3 separate regions of the Mus musculus genome follow, and regions 1 and 3 are each linked to region 2. A link is a contact called in public HiChIP or PLAC-seq and promoter capture Hi-C data. All regions are on one chromosome and are shown on one strand. Each heading gives the region's core, a stretch centred on a gene start, on an enhancer-like site or on the middle of the called end of the contact. The rest is flanking DNA. Distances are from core to core; before and after follow the strand shown.

Region 1 (4,449 bases), core at 1,814-4,313, 600 kb before region 2:
GTCTTGAAAAAGAAAAAGGTAAAGAAAACATGCAGTTAACAGGCAGTGAACAAGCTGTAAAGCTCAACAGCAACTTCATCCTTAGCACGAACAGCCTGGGTTCAGCTATAGCAAATCAAAGTTTCAAATGCCTATCGAAACTCAGTATGTAAGAAAGCTGAGACACTAAGCTCTTTAGTAAACAAAGATAATAAAGAACATATATATCACACCATCAATTTTCCTCAACACAATTTAAGAAGGGTTGCTTTCCTATTGTCAAATTAAGAAAGTCTACAAGCACCCCCCACCACACCCCCAAAAGAACCCTCACTGATCATAAGACTGAAATTCACACTTCTCCTGAGAAACTAAGTTCTTAGTCTCTGATCAAATACTACACATTTAAGAAATTTGAAAAACAAAAAAGCTTATTCATAAAAATGTTTTTCCGTAGTCTTAAAGCAGAAAAATAGAAAATTCATTTGATCAGTAAATTTGTACTTGGTTCATACAAGGAACAACTCCCCTTGCTTCCAATATAACTTTGCATAGAGAAAGCAAATACAGCGTGCTAGCTTTACCTGAAGCCTTTACTCAGTCCAGGCACCAGGCTAGAAATGCTCTATGCATCATTTAGTCCAACGGACTTCTGTGACAGCCACTGTTCTGACACTCATTTTACAAAGAGGTAGATTCCAAACTTGCCCTTGGTAGTCAGGAACCATCCAGTGAGGAAGGAAGCTAAGATGTAACTGAAATGATTATCTAAGCAGTCCATCCTGCACACGAGACAGGCAGGGAATGAGCTGTGCAATGAAACAGTGAGTACCTTTCTCTCAGATACGAATTATGAACCTTTTTCCTGTGCACCAAATGTTTTGGTTATTCATATAGTCATACTTTCCCAGGCAGTGATTTGTAAAAATCTACAAGTTAACTTTTAAAGTATCCAGAGGGATTCTGAACAAAATGACTAACTTACATTTCCTCATCTTCATCATCTTCATCCACCCAAACTGGCTGCTTCTTCTTCTGAGAAAAAATGTCTTTTGCTTCATTTTCCACTTCCGATTCATCTGAGCTTCCATGTAGCTGACCCTACAGAGACACACCATCGTCAAACCACTGTGATTCTCCAACAAGTTGCTAGCGCACACGCAAGCACATGCACGCACACACACTCCTTATACTACAATAGCCTATAGAATGCTTTTGCTTTCCTGGTGTGCTGATGAAATAATGTGATGGAACACAACCACAGCACATGCTGAAGGAGCACGCAGGAAAGGAGATCAGAACCACCATGAGGACAGGTGAGGCAGGATAGAAGGGGGGGGGGGGGGGGAAGTGCACGGAAAGCTAAAGACCGCAGTAGACAAGGGTAAAAGGTAAGCCGCCGGCAGGTAAAGAGCAAGCATCAAAGCCCAACAGTTACAGAGCCCGGGGCCTACTAGAATCCCACACAACATAGGCTGTGTCTCATAGCCTCATGAGGAGTATCTCTTGTTCTATGTGCTCCATCTCCACCTTCTTCAAACTTTATACCACACCCACACACTCGAAACCTAAACCTAGCACTCAAAAAAAAAAAAAAAAAAAAAAAAAACCCTTCAAATGATCTGAGCTTTCTCCCAACCTACAGGGCAGTGTCCAAGGAGCCAACTGCAGTATCCACCAGCACTGCTGATTTAAGATCTTTCAAAGCCCATCAAGTGAGTCCTTTGGATACAGAACTGTCCCACAGCTCTTAACATAACTGGTCTCCACCTCCCAAAGAAGGCTGCTGCAGCTCTCCATCAAAGCACCCACACAAAGGGTGAACTAAGCAAATGCTGATATTCCCATTGAGTCAGTCAGCTTACCCTATCTAAAAGACGTCTTCACATATATTTAAATCCCTTTCTCAAATGTTTTCATTTTCCTCTCCACCAACATACTTTAACTTTACTAGTCTTGTCTCTTTTATCTTGCTTTTTTACCACTACTAACACAAGTTCCAAGAGGGGTTCTTGTGGGATTCCTCCACTGCTGTGTCTCTACCCTTAGTCCAGGGACCAGGTATAGAACAAAAATAATAGCGCAAAGAGCATCAATCAGGAAGGATTTGCAATTGTTACAAGAGCTAGCAACCAAAGAAAGGTTAGAGATGAATACACACTGATCGTTCTCAAAAGCTGGGCGTGGGTATCACCCCGCGATGTTATTAAAATGCAGCTTTACGCCTTCTGCCCACGTATTGGTTCCATCCACTACGCGGAGTCGCGACAGGTGATCAAACGGTCACCCCTGTGGTTCCAGCAGAGGGTGTAAGAGCCCGAAGATGAGCGACTCTACTTTGCAGACATCCTTTGGCAAACCAAGCCGACAGTTGAGCGCCTGCTGGATGCGAAGCGCCGCAGCCCCTTTGGGGCGGAGAAAGGCAGCGTCCCCGCCCTCGCCAGCCAGCAGCCCAGAACCCGAGGCGAAAGAGCCGGACGGCGCCCCTCGGCGCCCGCGGTCGCCGGTCCCTCCCACCTGAGCACTCGCCGCCACAGGTCCCCCCCACCTCCAGGCTCCGCCCCCGGGGCCTCGCCTCCCGCCGCGCGCCCCGCCAGAGCGTGTGCCCGCTCGGCAGGCAGGCAGGCGGGCAGGCAGGCAGGCCTTCCTCACCCGCGAGCTCCGCAGCCGCTGCAGCAGCGCGTCCTCGTCGTCCTCGACATCGCCGAAGACGAGCTGCTCCAGGCAACGCTCGGCGGCCGGCTTATCGTCCTCTAGCGTCAGGCGGTTCCGCTGCCGGAGCCGGCTCTCCTCCTCCTCTGCCGCCGCCGCCGCGGATCCCGCGCTAGGGGCCGCCCTCGGCTCGGCCGGCTGTGTCCGTTGGGATGAACGGGCGGCCTTTGCGGGCGTGCTGCCGCTCCCGGGTCTGGCTTTCCTCCCCGGCGTTGCGCCGGCTCTCCGGTCTCGTCTCGTCCGGCTCTTGCGTTCGGGCGGCATCCTCAGGGCTGAGGGGAAAACGCCGACGTTCACGTGGAGTACCACTGCGCATGTGCCGGGGCGGCTCGCTCTTCTCCTCGGCCCGGCCCCGGGGAGCCGGAAGGAGTCTGCGCCGCCGCAAGCCACGTGACCGGCGCTCGCGCGCTACGTCACTCCCACTCCGTCCGGCGGCCCCGCCCCATGTGGGAGTTCCTCAGGGAAGGCCGATCTTCCGGGTGGAGGGGGAAGCGGCGTGACTGGAGTGGAAATTTTTCCCAACACAACTTCTCGGAGGCAACATATTGGAAGGGACTCGGGGAGGCCGGAGTCCAAATGGAAGTGGCTGAAAGAAACTTCTCGCCCTGCTGATTCTGAGCCCCGCGTCGTGCCGCGCGCCCTCAATTACCTCATCGACTTGTGGTCTTGGTACGGTCCTTAGAGTACGGCGCCTGCCGAGGGTCCCACGCTGGAGGGGAGAGAGGAGGGTACGTGGGGGAAGTGGGCCAATCGGGGCGCGGGTCACGGCGCAGGCGCGCTGGGGAGGGAGGGCTATGCTAATGTTGTTGATATCCTGGGGCCACCCGAGTTAAAAGGGGGGAAATCCGGGGGCTGCCACTGCTGTCGCTGGCCCTGGCCCAGCCGGGGGTCCCCCCTGTAGTCGCCGCAGTCCCGGGGAGAGGCACCGGCCCCCTGCTCGCGGGGGGGGAGGGGGCGCCGCGGGCTCGGGGAGCACGGACGGCCCCTACCCATGAGGCCCTGATGGAAAACACAAAGGATCTGGTGAGAGCCGAGCGCAGCGGCCGCTTTGTGTGCCAGGTTTGAGGGGGGGGGGCACGCCTGCGGCTGCCCGGCCCCCGGAACGCCGCAGCTCGGGGACCCCACTCGCGGGCCTGCTTCTTCATCCCACGCCCCCTCCGTCTCCGGAGCTCCCCTCCCCCTACTGGCCGTTAAACGTTCAGGGGTTCCCCTCCCCCCCTCAACCCCTGACTTAGGGTTCTCTTAGGGAGAAAAAAAAACATAAGAAAGTTTTTCCTCTGCTCCCTCCCAACCCCGTTCTGCTTGAAGGGAAAGATTAGATAGGAGACTTTGCCTTTTTTAGCTGCCAAGGGTGGGAGAGTGGTTTCTCGGGGGTGTGGGGGCAGGAGCATACAGAGTTTCGGGGCTTGGCTGGAGACGGAGCCCACCATTGTAGAGCCAGCGCCGAGAGGCATTTTGCACGTGGAGGTGCTGATACTGAAAGGGGGCGGGGTGGGCACGTGTGGGAGGGAGACGTAGGAGTGGTATCGGGGAGTCAGCCGCCAAGGCTGCTACTTGAGGGTTCCAAGTCAGTGGGCTTCCACCATCCGTACGTTCTCCTTTGTGAAAAAGAAATCCTGACATTTCAGAGTCGGAAGAGACACTAGAAGTCACCCAAAGCAGCCCAGCTTCTGACGAGTGGTAGGTAGTCTGACCTCTACTTAACCCTACATCCATATACCACGCACTGCAGCCTAGGAAAGCACCTTCGGTTTCTTT
Region 2 (3,944 bases), core at 1,150-3,649:
ATAGTAAGCACCCTCTTGGGGCTTCATGCCTCTCTCCGGGGGGGAGTCAGCATCCTCTGCACTGTAAAAGCCTCCAGACTGTGGAGATAGGAGAGTTGGCTGGTCACCATCCAAAAGACAATGGAGACGTCAAGCCCTCCTGCACCAAGGTACGCCTGCCTCCGAGGACACACACCCGATGGCTCAGAGTCCGGGTCACATACTGCAGGATGCCTTTAGCAACATCAGCGTAGAATTCATCGCCAGAGATCTGGGGGGGGGGGGGGTGGAGGTTGTAAGTAAATGTCACTGGGGGTGGTGGTGGCTCAGGTTCCTAAAGGATACCCCCCCAGGAAAGTGGGTGGGGTGTAGGGGAAGCCCAGGTGTCTAGAGTGTGAGGAGGAATTATGGGTTGGAATTAAGAGGAAGCTACCGTTAGCTTGAAGGTCTTGGGACTGGCAGCCAGGATTGGGATTAGGGGCAAAAGTCACCTGGAAGGCCTGGGTATAGACCACCGAGAGTTGGGCCTGGTCATACAGCATTTTCTCAAAGTGAGGGATGTGCCACTGTCGGTCCGTGGAGTAGCGGTGAAAGCCCTGTGGTCAAGGCAGAGTGTTAGGCCAGACTGATCTCAGCCTCTGTCCCTAGGCCTGCTGCCCCGGCCGGCCGGCACGGAACCTGGCCTGCCCTCACCTGCCCCACATGATCCTGGATGCCTCCGTTGGCCATCATCTTCAGGGTGTGCAACGCCATCTGCTGAGCTCGGGAGCCATCCTGGGTGAGCCGGTGACTGAGCCAATAGGAGAACAGGAAGTTCAGGATCACTGTGGAGCAGGAAGGAGAGGGTGAGAGGTTCCAGGGAGGCTCTGCCCAGTCAGTCTCTGTCTGTCAGGCTGGAAGGTGGGAACTTCTACCATCCACTTAGAGGACACAGGCCATTGGCCTCTGAGTCAGAGGTCAGAATATCAGCCCACAGGGGACCGGAAAGCTACACAGCCGCACAAGAGAGGCCAAAGGCACCGATGCTCATTATATAGGTCAGGGTCAGAGGTCACTGACCAGGTGTGGGAAACTTGGGGGCCTCGGCGAAGCCGCCGTATTCCTCATCATAGCCCTCATCCAGCTGCTGGAAGCAACGGCTGTTCATGGTGGCAGCAGAGGCTGGAATCTGTCTGTCACCCACGCTGATCTCAGATCGGGCCAGAAGGGCTGTGGTGACGCGCTGGCTGTTCTCCAGAAGGGTGTTCTTGTTCAGTTTCCACTACAGGAGGTGAGCACACACGTGGAAGTCAGCATACACAGGTCGGGGTGGGGATGGGAGGTGGCTGTGGTCTCTCAACCTGCACGTGGGCACCTTCCCTCCCAGACATCCACCCACCTGATCACAGATTCTCATCAACACTGTTCGGAAGCCAACTCGAGTCAAACCATCCTCTGGCGGGAAGTAGGTGCCCCCAACGAATGGCTGGAGGCCGGGGGTCAGCCACACATTCATTGGCCAGCCTCCTCCACTACTGGTGGCCTGGAAGAGGGAGGGCCAGGGTCAGGGGAGTTGCCGCGTTGTAGGTGTGACTAGACTGCCACAGAGATGGCTCACCTGCACAAAAGTCATGTATACTTTGTCCACATCTGGCCGCTCCTCTCGGTCCACCATGACACAGATGAAGTTCTCATTGAGCAGGCGCCCTATCTCTTCATTCTGGAAGGATTCCTCCTCCATCATGTGGCACCAGTGACAGGTAGAGTACCCCACTAGGAGAGAAGAGGGACAGGATGGCAGGAGGAGGTCCCCGGGGGACCCAAGGGACCACCCCCAACCCTCTGCCTGTCACTGAACCTCATTCTGGGAACAGTGGGTGTATACCTGAGAGAAAAATCGGCTTGTTTTCTTTTTTGGCCTTGTCGAAGGCTTCCTGTCCCCAGGGGTACCTAGACCCAACAGGAAGAGAGGTCACTCAGTAGCCTAGGGAGTCTCAGAGGATTAGGGACCCCAGATGCTTCAAGGGAAACCCTGGGATGGCTCTCACCAATCCACCGGGTTGTAGGCATGCTGTAAGAGGTATGGAGACTTCTCATTGATCAGGCGATTGACGGTCTTCGGCGGTGCAGGTGGAGGACAGTTAGTCCGGCTTGACTTTCCTCCAGCAGGCATGGGCGCTGAACTACTAACTGTAGTAGCACTTCGGTCCTTGTCCCGGGAAGAGCTGCCCCTAATGTGGGCAGATGGGTCACACAAATGAAGGCCACTTCCCCTTTGCCCCACCCAAATCAGCTCAATGGTTACCCAGCCACAAAGACCCCCACTCTTTGTCCAGCCCACCTTTCTGAACCACGGGGGAGACCGTGGCCTTTGTGCTCCCCCTTATGTTTTGGGGGTGGTGAGGAATGGTGGCTCATTGGGGGCTCCCTGCCAGGTTAGTCTCCCCCAGCTTCTTGGACCTGGCGGTAGGAAGGGTATCTGTGAGGTCAGAGAGGGTCATAATGAGTAGAATGGTCCATCCTGCTCTGTTCTATCACCCGTGGAGTGCCCCTCCCTGGGCGGTTGCACTGCAGGCATCCTTAGCATTCATGTGGGTGACTTAGGAAGGGAGTGGCTATTGCTAGTGTCTAGACAGGTCAAGAGGAATGGGTATTGGGTCCGGGACTGGACCAGGTGAGGGACAAGCAGAAGAAGTAGTCAGGGACTAGCCAAGAACTCCAGAGTACTTTGAAGGACCAGGTCTTACACTAAACACACACACACACACACACACACACATACATACACACAGAGGGGAAAGAGGGAGGGGAGAGAAAGGGAAAGAGGGGAAGAGAGATAAGAAAGAAGGAGAGGGAGAAGGAGAGAGGGACCACTCAGAATCAAATAGACCTATCTTAGGGAGTTCAACCTGGGAACGCAACTAAATAGCAGGCAGGGCAGCAACATGAGTTTGTGACAGGGTGCAGGGTGCTTCAAGAGAGGGGTTTGTGGACAGCACATCATTCTAGAAAGGCTTCCTAGAGGCGGTGCTAAAGTAGCCAAAGAGCTAGCCTGAGCTAATCCTGCAGCGGATAAGAAGGGTGGGGGAAGAAAAGGAGCCTTCATGTAGGGGGATCCGAGCAGACATCGCAGACTATGCCTGAAAGACGGACTGCCGCGGCGCCAGGCATATTGTAGTGTCTTGCTCATACCTGCCGCTAGCCGCAAGGCCCACCCCCACAGTGGGGCGACCGGAGGTTGGGGTCCAGACAGTCCCACACTCTTCAGTATAGCTGCTCCAATTCGGGCGGTAGGCTGCAGAAGGGCGGGCCCAGAACCCTGTCCTCGCCAAGTCTCTGGCCCTGTGGCTGGTCTCCGAGCGCCGCTCGGCGGTAGAGCGCGGAACTACAGCCCTGCCGTGCCTTTGAAGATCCAACCGTCTCAGCGCTTAAAATTCGAGTAAAATAAGCTGGGTTCCATTTAAAGTGCTGGCAGGAAGAGTGACCCTCGGAGCATCCAATACTTTTGCCTAGCTCTTTCCCCTTTTACAAGCAAGAGATAAGGCTCCCTTCGAAGGATTTGATCAGCCAGCCAAATTTGCTTGATCCAGCCTACCCATCCTCCCTAGAACCCACCCACTCCGAGAAGCCTTCCCAGAGTAGTAACACTGAGCCAATATGTCCTTACTGCATGCTCTGTTTGCTTGGTTCATTCACTTTATTCAGTCAATGACAAGCGTCCTCTGCTGTCTACTACTATACCAGGCACCGAACACCCGTGTGTTCCTCCCTACCCTTTTACTCAGAGACTAGCTAGTGAATAGTCAGCTACACACTGCGACAAGTACCGTGAATGGGTATAATCTAGCAAGAGACTCGATCCAGTAGAAGAGACACAGAGGAAAGCTCTGCTGAGGACATTATACTTGATTGGTAGCTATAAAGAATAAGAGTGCAGGGAGTGAGAGATGTAGCAGAAGAAACAGCATGTGTAAAGGTCCTGTGGC
Region 3 (4,418 bases), core at 1,751-4,250, 520 kb before region 2:
AAATACGTATGTGTAGGATTTCCTAGGACTGTTAGAATTGTTTCCCTTCTCTGCTCTGTCAGAAGAGAAGCACCCCACAAGCAACACTGCAGATTTCTCCCCCAAAGCCCAATGTACCATGCCTGAGTCACGTTAGGCACTATCAGATAATAATCAGTAAAGCAAAGACTTTCTTCCTGACAACCTACTTCGAGGGTGGAGTGTGGGAGTTAGAAGGATGGTCTCTAAAATTATCTTCTTAGGAGGCTAAAGACCAAGAGCTCTAAAACACCCAGAGCTGAGTCAGAAATTACAGCCCTGCAGTAATACGAGGGACTTCAGGCTGGGGCGGGGAAAGAGAGCTTGCTATTTTTGAAAGCTCTAAATGACTTGGTTTGTTCTAAGATTCAGCCAGCAAGCTTAGTCACTGAGAGGGTTTCAGGCTCCAAGATAGCCTACCATGGAGACGTCTAGACAGGAGACAAGACAAGCACAGAAGTTACTGTGCAATGCTCCGCTATGCTCCAAAGACTCAACACAGGCAGAGGTCCACTCACCTGCAGAAACTTCAGACCAACAAGGCGGAACCCCTTCTGCTCGAACCGCTTGATGATCTCGCCCACCAGCCCCCGCTGGACCCCATCAGGCTTGATGGCAATGAAGGTGCGCTCACTGTTGGCCATGGTCCTGTGGATAAGCAAGCAGGGAAATGAAACAGGGCTGAAGAGATTCGCTCATCATGATCCTTTTCAAGCGGATTACCCCCATAAAGCTGGCTTTCATCTACTATGTCTACCCCAAATCTCTCCAGTAAAATCCCAATCCCTGCCCAGCTCATTCACCCACAAATTAATATCCTGAAGTGGGGGAGGGCTCAAAAACAGGAACTGAAATGTTTATTCCATTGATTTAGTAACCTCCTATTGAGCGTCTACTGGGATGGAGCTAAGGAAAGAGATGTAAACTAAGACATACACACACCAAAAAGACAGCACCTTTTTCAGTAAAACAGATTAGGGGATGTTGCACTGGTGTGGTTTTCCTAGGGAAAGCAACATCTGGAACAAGACGGTCTGACCTCAGACATTAAAGCCAGCAAGAGTTTTAGAGCCGAGCGTGGTGGTGCACACCTTTAATCCCAGCACTCGGGAGGCAGAGGCAGGCAGATTTCTGAGTTCGAGGCCAGCCTGGTCTACAAAATGAGTTCCAGAGAAACCCTGTCTCGAAAAACCAAAAACGAAAAAAAAAAAAAAAGTTTTAGAGAATATGTCACGACAACCATCTTTGGTTTTTACAAAGAATGAGATTTCCCAGCCCTGTGCAATTTGGGACACTTCTCAGGATGCAATGAGAAAAGCCAAGCCTGAGGATACATGCCAGTAATTATATCCCTAGGAAGGCTAAGGCAAAAGGGAAAAAAAAAAAAAATCAGACCAGCCTGGGCAACATAAGAGCCTGACTCAAAAAGCAAAGCAAAGCATAAAAAAAGAAAAGAAGGAAGAAAGAAAGAAAAGCAAGAAAGAAAGAAAAGGAAAAAAGAAAAGAAGAAAATGGGAAAGCAAACAAACAATGACTATGTTCTATCATAGATTGGGGAGGGACTCAGAAGGCCCAAGGCCTTATCCCTGCCTTGGGAGCTATTGGCAATTATTGGCAATTAAGGGGGGGGGGGCACTCTTCACTGATGTAGCCATGGGTAAACTGTCCATGCCACAGCAAATAACTCCTCTATCCATCAAGCAAGCAACTCCAATTAAACTCATTCAAACACACACAAACACACACACAGAGAGAAAAAATATAAGACATGAAAGTAGGAGAGAACTTGTTGGAAGAATTCAGGCTAGATGAGAGAGTGTAAGGGGAGAGGGTGAAATGACTAAATATATCACATACATGTAGAAAATTGTCAGAGAATAAAAAGATAAAAACTTGAAAGTCCATTATGTAAGACTAGCAATTAACATTTATTAAATTACATATTATGGGGAAAGGGCAATGAGTATTGTAACTAACCAATGAACTGTGGATTATGAGAAAAACCACAGCCCAATACCTAACATGGGGCATCATCCAGGAAGAAGACACCTGGAGAACATCCATTCCAGAATGTTCCATTTCCAGGGTACACTGCCTCACAAGATGAAAGGAGACTCCACCTTGAAAGACGATACCTAAGAGGACAGCAACACCGGCTCCTGGCTCTGTCTTTCTAAACTTGGGTTCACCTCTAATTTTATACCCTAAGAATGAGGCCTGAGCCAGCTAGACGGCCTAGCAGACCTTGAGTTGTACTACAAGCATGTGTTGGGTCCCACGAACCCGCTCCACAAAATTACCTTCTGGGGTTCACATGTGAGCTAGGGCATGCATGAACCTTTGCATGATCATTTTTGTTCCTGACTTCCTGTCCCTCTCGCCTGCCCGGTCTGTAAGCCAGTCCACCTATCTTTGATACCAAACCACGGGGTCTCGCAGTCAATAGGAGCAAAGAGCAGGCCTTAAGTGGCAATCGCGCCCCCCATAAAGAGAAAGACAGAAGCCACAGACTAGCTGGAGAATGTCTGAAGGAAAGATTATTCAGAAATGGCTGAAACATCCTCTATGAAAGCCTCTGCATACCGATCTCTCTTTCTTTCTCTCTTCACTCACATTCACACACACAGAGAGTGTCATTCATTCATTCAGCAAGCACCACCCGAGTACCAACTCTGTGCCCAACAGCGGACTGGAAAGAGAATAAGGCATAGCCCTGCCGCGAGCCGGACAGGAACTGCGGCCACGGACAAAGGCGAGCCCACGTGGCGTATCAAGCTGACAGGTCTGTACCTGGCCACAGCCTGCCATCTCCCTGCCTGCCATCTCCCTAACACCCCGCGGAGAGTGCACCCTTTAGTGAACGCCCACCTCCCTCCCCATTCACCTAAACCCTCAACTTGTCTCCTTGACTCTCAACTTGACCCCTCTTACCCCTTCAGATGACAAGGCTTTACCGCCGGCTGCGACTGCCCGCACCGGAAACGCTCCCCGGCCTCACGTGGTTCCCCGCAGCTGCTCGCACGGAACCTTTTCGGACAGTTCCGATTCAGGGGAGCCCTTTTAGCGGTACACCGCCGGTCCCCGCTTCTTCTGGGGAGTCGGATGTCATTCTAGGGAGCACTCGCCCAGTGTTTAACTTCCGACACTGGGTGTGGTGTTTTGGATTTTTTTACCCCCCCTGTCTGGCGGCCATCTTCTGTTTCTCCCCTACGGCTGCCTGTGACTCACTTCCTCCGTTCCCGAGAAAATCTAGTTTTTCCCGACAGGTGGCGCTCACACTGCATGAAGTCACAACTAGAGCTTCAGTGGCCGTGTCATTCCACCTTCCCTTCATTCTGTCAAGCAACAAATGTACTGAATCCTATGTGCCGGGTAGGAACATTCTAGAGCCTAGGGTTGAAGTTTACTTGGGAGCTTACTAGTAGGGTTGAGAATTGCGACAATAAAGAGAAAATTGATAGTGAACACACAGTGCAAGTGCTGATAAGAAAGAACAGAGCAGGGGGAAAAAATTAAGGCTGAGAAATCTCTGCAGAAGTGATAATCAAAAGGACCTACATGAAGGGAGAAAGCCCGTTATTACCTGAGAGCCAAGAATTATAGTGAATACCTGATGGTAGGAAACGCGGGAGGAGGGTTTTATTATTGTTGTTATTATTGTATGTAGGGTCTCATTATGTAACTCTGACTTTTCTGGAACTCACTGTGTAGATCAGGCTGGCCATGACCTCGCAGAGACTCCCTCTTAGTCTGCCTCCCGAGTTCTGGGATTAAAGGCATAACCACATCCGGCATTATTTATTTGTTTGCTTATTAAGATGTATTTATTTTATGTATGAGTGCTCTATCTGCATGTATACCTGCAGGCCAGAAAAAGGCATCAGATCCCATTATAGATGATTGTGAGCCACTACGTGACTGCTGGGGATTAAACTCAGGACCTCTGGAAGAGTAGACAGTGCTCTTCATCATTGAGCCATCTCTCCAGCCTCTTATTATTTATTTACATGTACACGCGTATGTCAGTGTATGAAGTGGTCAGTTCCAATGGCGGTGGAGTTACAAACAGTTGCGAGTGATCTGATGTGAGTGCTAGGAACGGAACTTGGGTCCTCTGCAAGGACAGTGTGTGCTTCATAGCCACTGGACCAGCTTGCCAGCCCAGATGATGTGTTTGTTTGCTTGCTTGCTTTTTTTGTTTTGTTTTTTGTCTTTTGTTTTTAATGAAATGGAGGGACTGGGGTGTTGGTCAAATGAGAAGGGCCTTGCCTGATGAATTCACAGCACTGGGAAGGCTGAAGCAGGATCATCAAGACTTAGAGGCCACCAGGATGACATAGAGAGAATATGTCTCTCAAAAAAACAGGCAGGTTAAAGAGCTCTGTGATTTCAAGACAAGC

What was found. Promoter capture Hi-C pulls out the DNA fragments that hold promoters and counts their contacts. HiChIP or PLAC-seq counts read pairs in DNA pulled down with a chosen protein or histone mark.
Region 1: a contact with region 2 is called in a CTCF HiChIP or PLAC-seq map of embryonic stem cells, with 4 times the contacts expected there. The contact joins the promoter of Utp18 here to the promoter of Spata20 in region 2. A contact is called at or near these places in 1 of 39 promoter capture datasets (neural stem cells), 1 of 15 datasets of contacts at CTCF or cohesin (embryonic stem cells), 2 of 484 Hi-C or Micro-C datasets (both in embryonic stem cells) and 1 of 115 datasets of contacts at active chromatin or transcription factors (embryonic stem cells).
Region 3: a contact with region 2 is called in a promoter capture Hi-C map of embryonic stem cells, with 2.8 times the contacts expected there. The contact joins the promoter of Nme1 here to the promoter of Spata20 in region 2. A contact is called at or near these places in 5 of 39 promoter capture datasets (embryonic stem cells, hippocampal neurons, liver and 1 more), 1 of 15 datasets of contacts at CTCF or cohesin (embryonic stem cells), 14 of 484 Hi-C or Micro-C datasets (cerebellum, embryonic stem cells and myocytes), 7 of 115 datasets of contacts at active chromatin or transcription factors (embryonic forebrain, embryonic stem cells, forebrain and 1 more) and 2 of 9 other capture datasets (adipose tissue and embryonic stem cells).

Annotation. Positions count from the first base shown.
Region 1 is chr11:93,882,703-93,887,151 of GRCm38.p6, forward strand. Utp18 (UTP18 small subunit processome component) reads right to left here and starts at 3,064. Exons shown (of 14, transcript NM_001013375.1): 1 at 2,632-3,064; 2 at 965-1,080. The coding sequence starts at 2,955. It overlaps Mbtd1 (mbt domain containing 1), which reads left to right and starts at 3,469. Exons shown (of 16, transcript NM_134012.4): 1 at 3,469-3,714. RefSeq lists enhancers at 3,066-3,098, 3,293-3,335, 3,348-3,381 and a cis regulatory region at 3,079-3,086.
Region 2 is chr11:94,482,911-94,486,854 of GRCm38.p6, forward strand. Spata20 (spermatogenesis associated 20) reads right to left here and starts at 2,400. Exons shown (of 16, transcript NM_144827.4): 1 at 2,300-2,400; 2 at 2,007-2,189; 3 at 1,844-1,908; 4 at 1,577-1,731; 5 at 1,358-1,501; 6 at 1,039-1,240; 7 at 673-803; 8 at 471-575; 9 at 176-250; 10 at 1-78. The coding sequence starts at 2,376.
Region 3 is chr11:93,965,272-93,969,689 of GRCm38.p6, forward strand. Nme1 (NME/NM23 nucleoside diphosphate kinase 1) reads right to left here and starts at 3,001. Exons shown (of 5, transcript NM_008704.3): 1 at 2,950-3,001; 2 at 537-666. The coding sequence starts at 662. It overlaps Gm35198 (a long non-coding RNA gene), which reads left to right and starts at 3,234. Exons shown (of 3, transcript XR_388959.3): 1 at 3,234-3,390.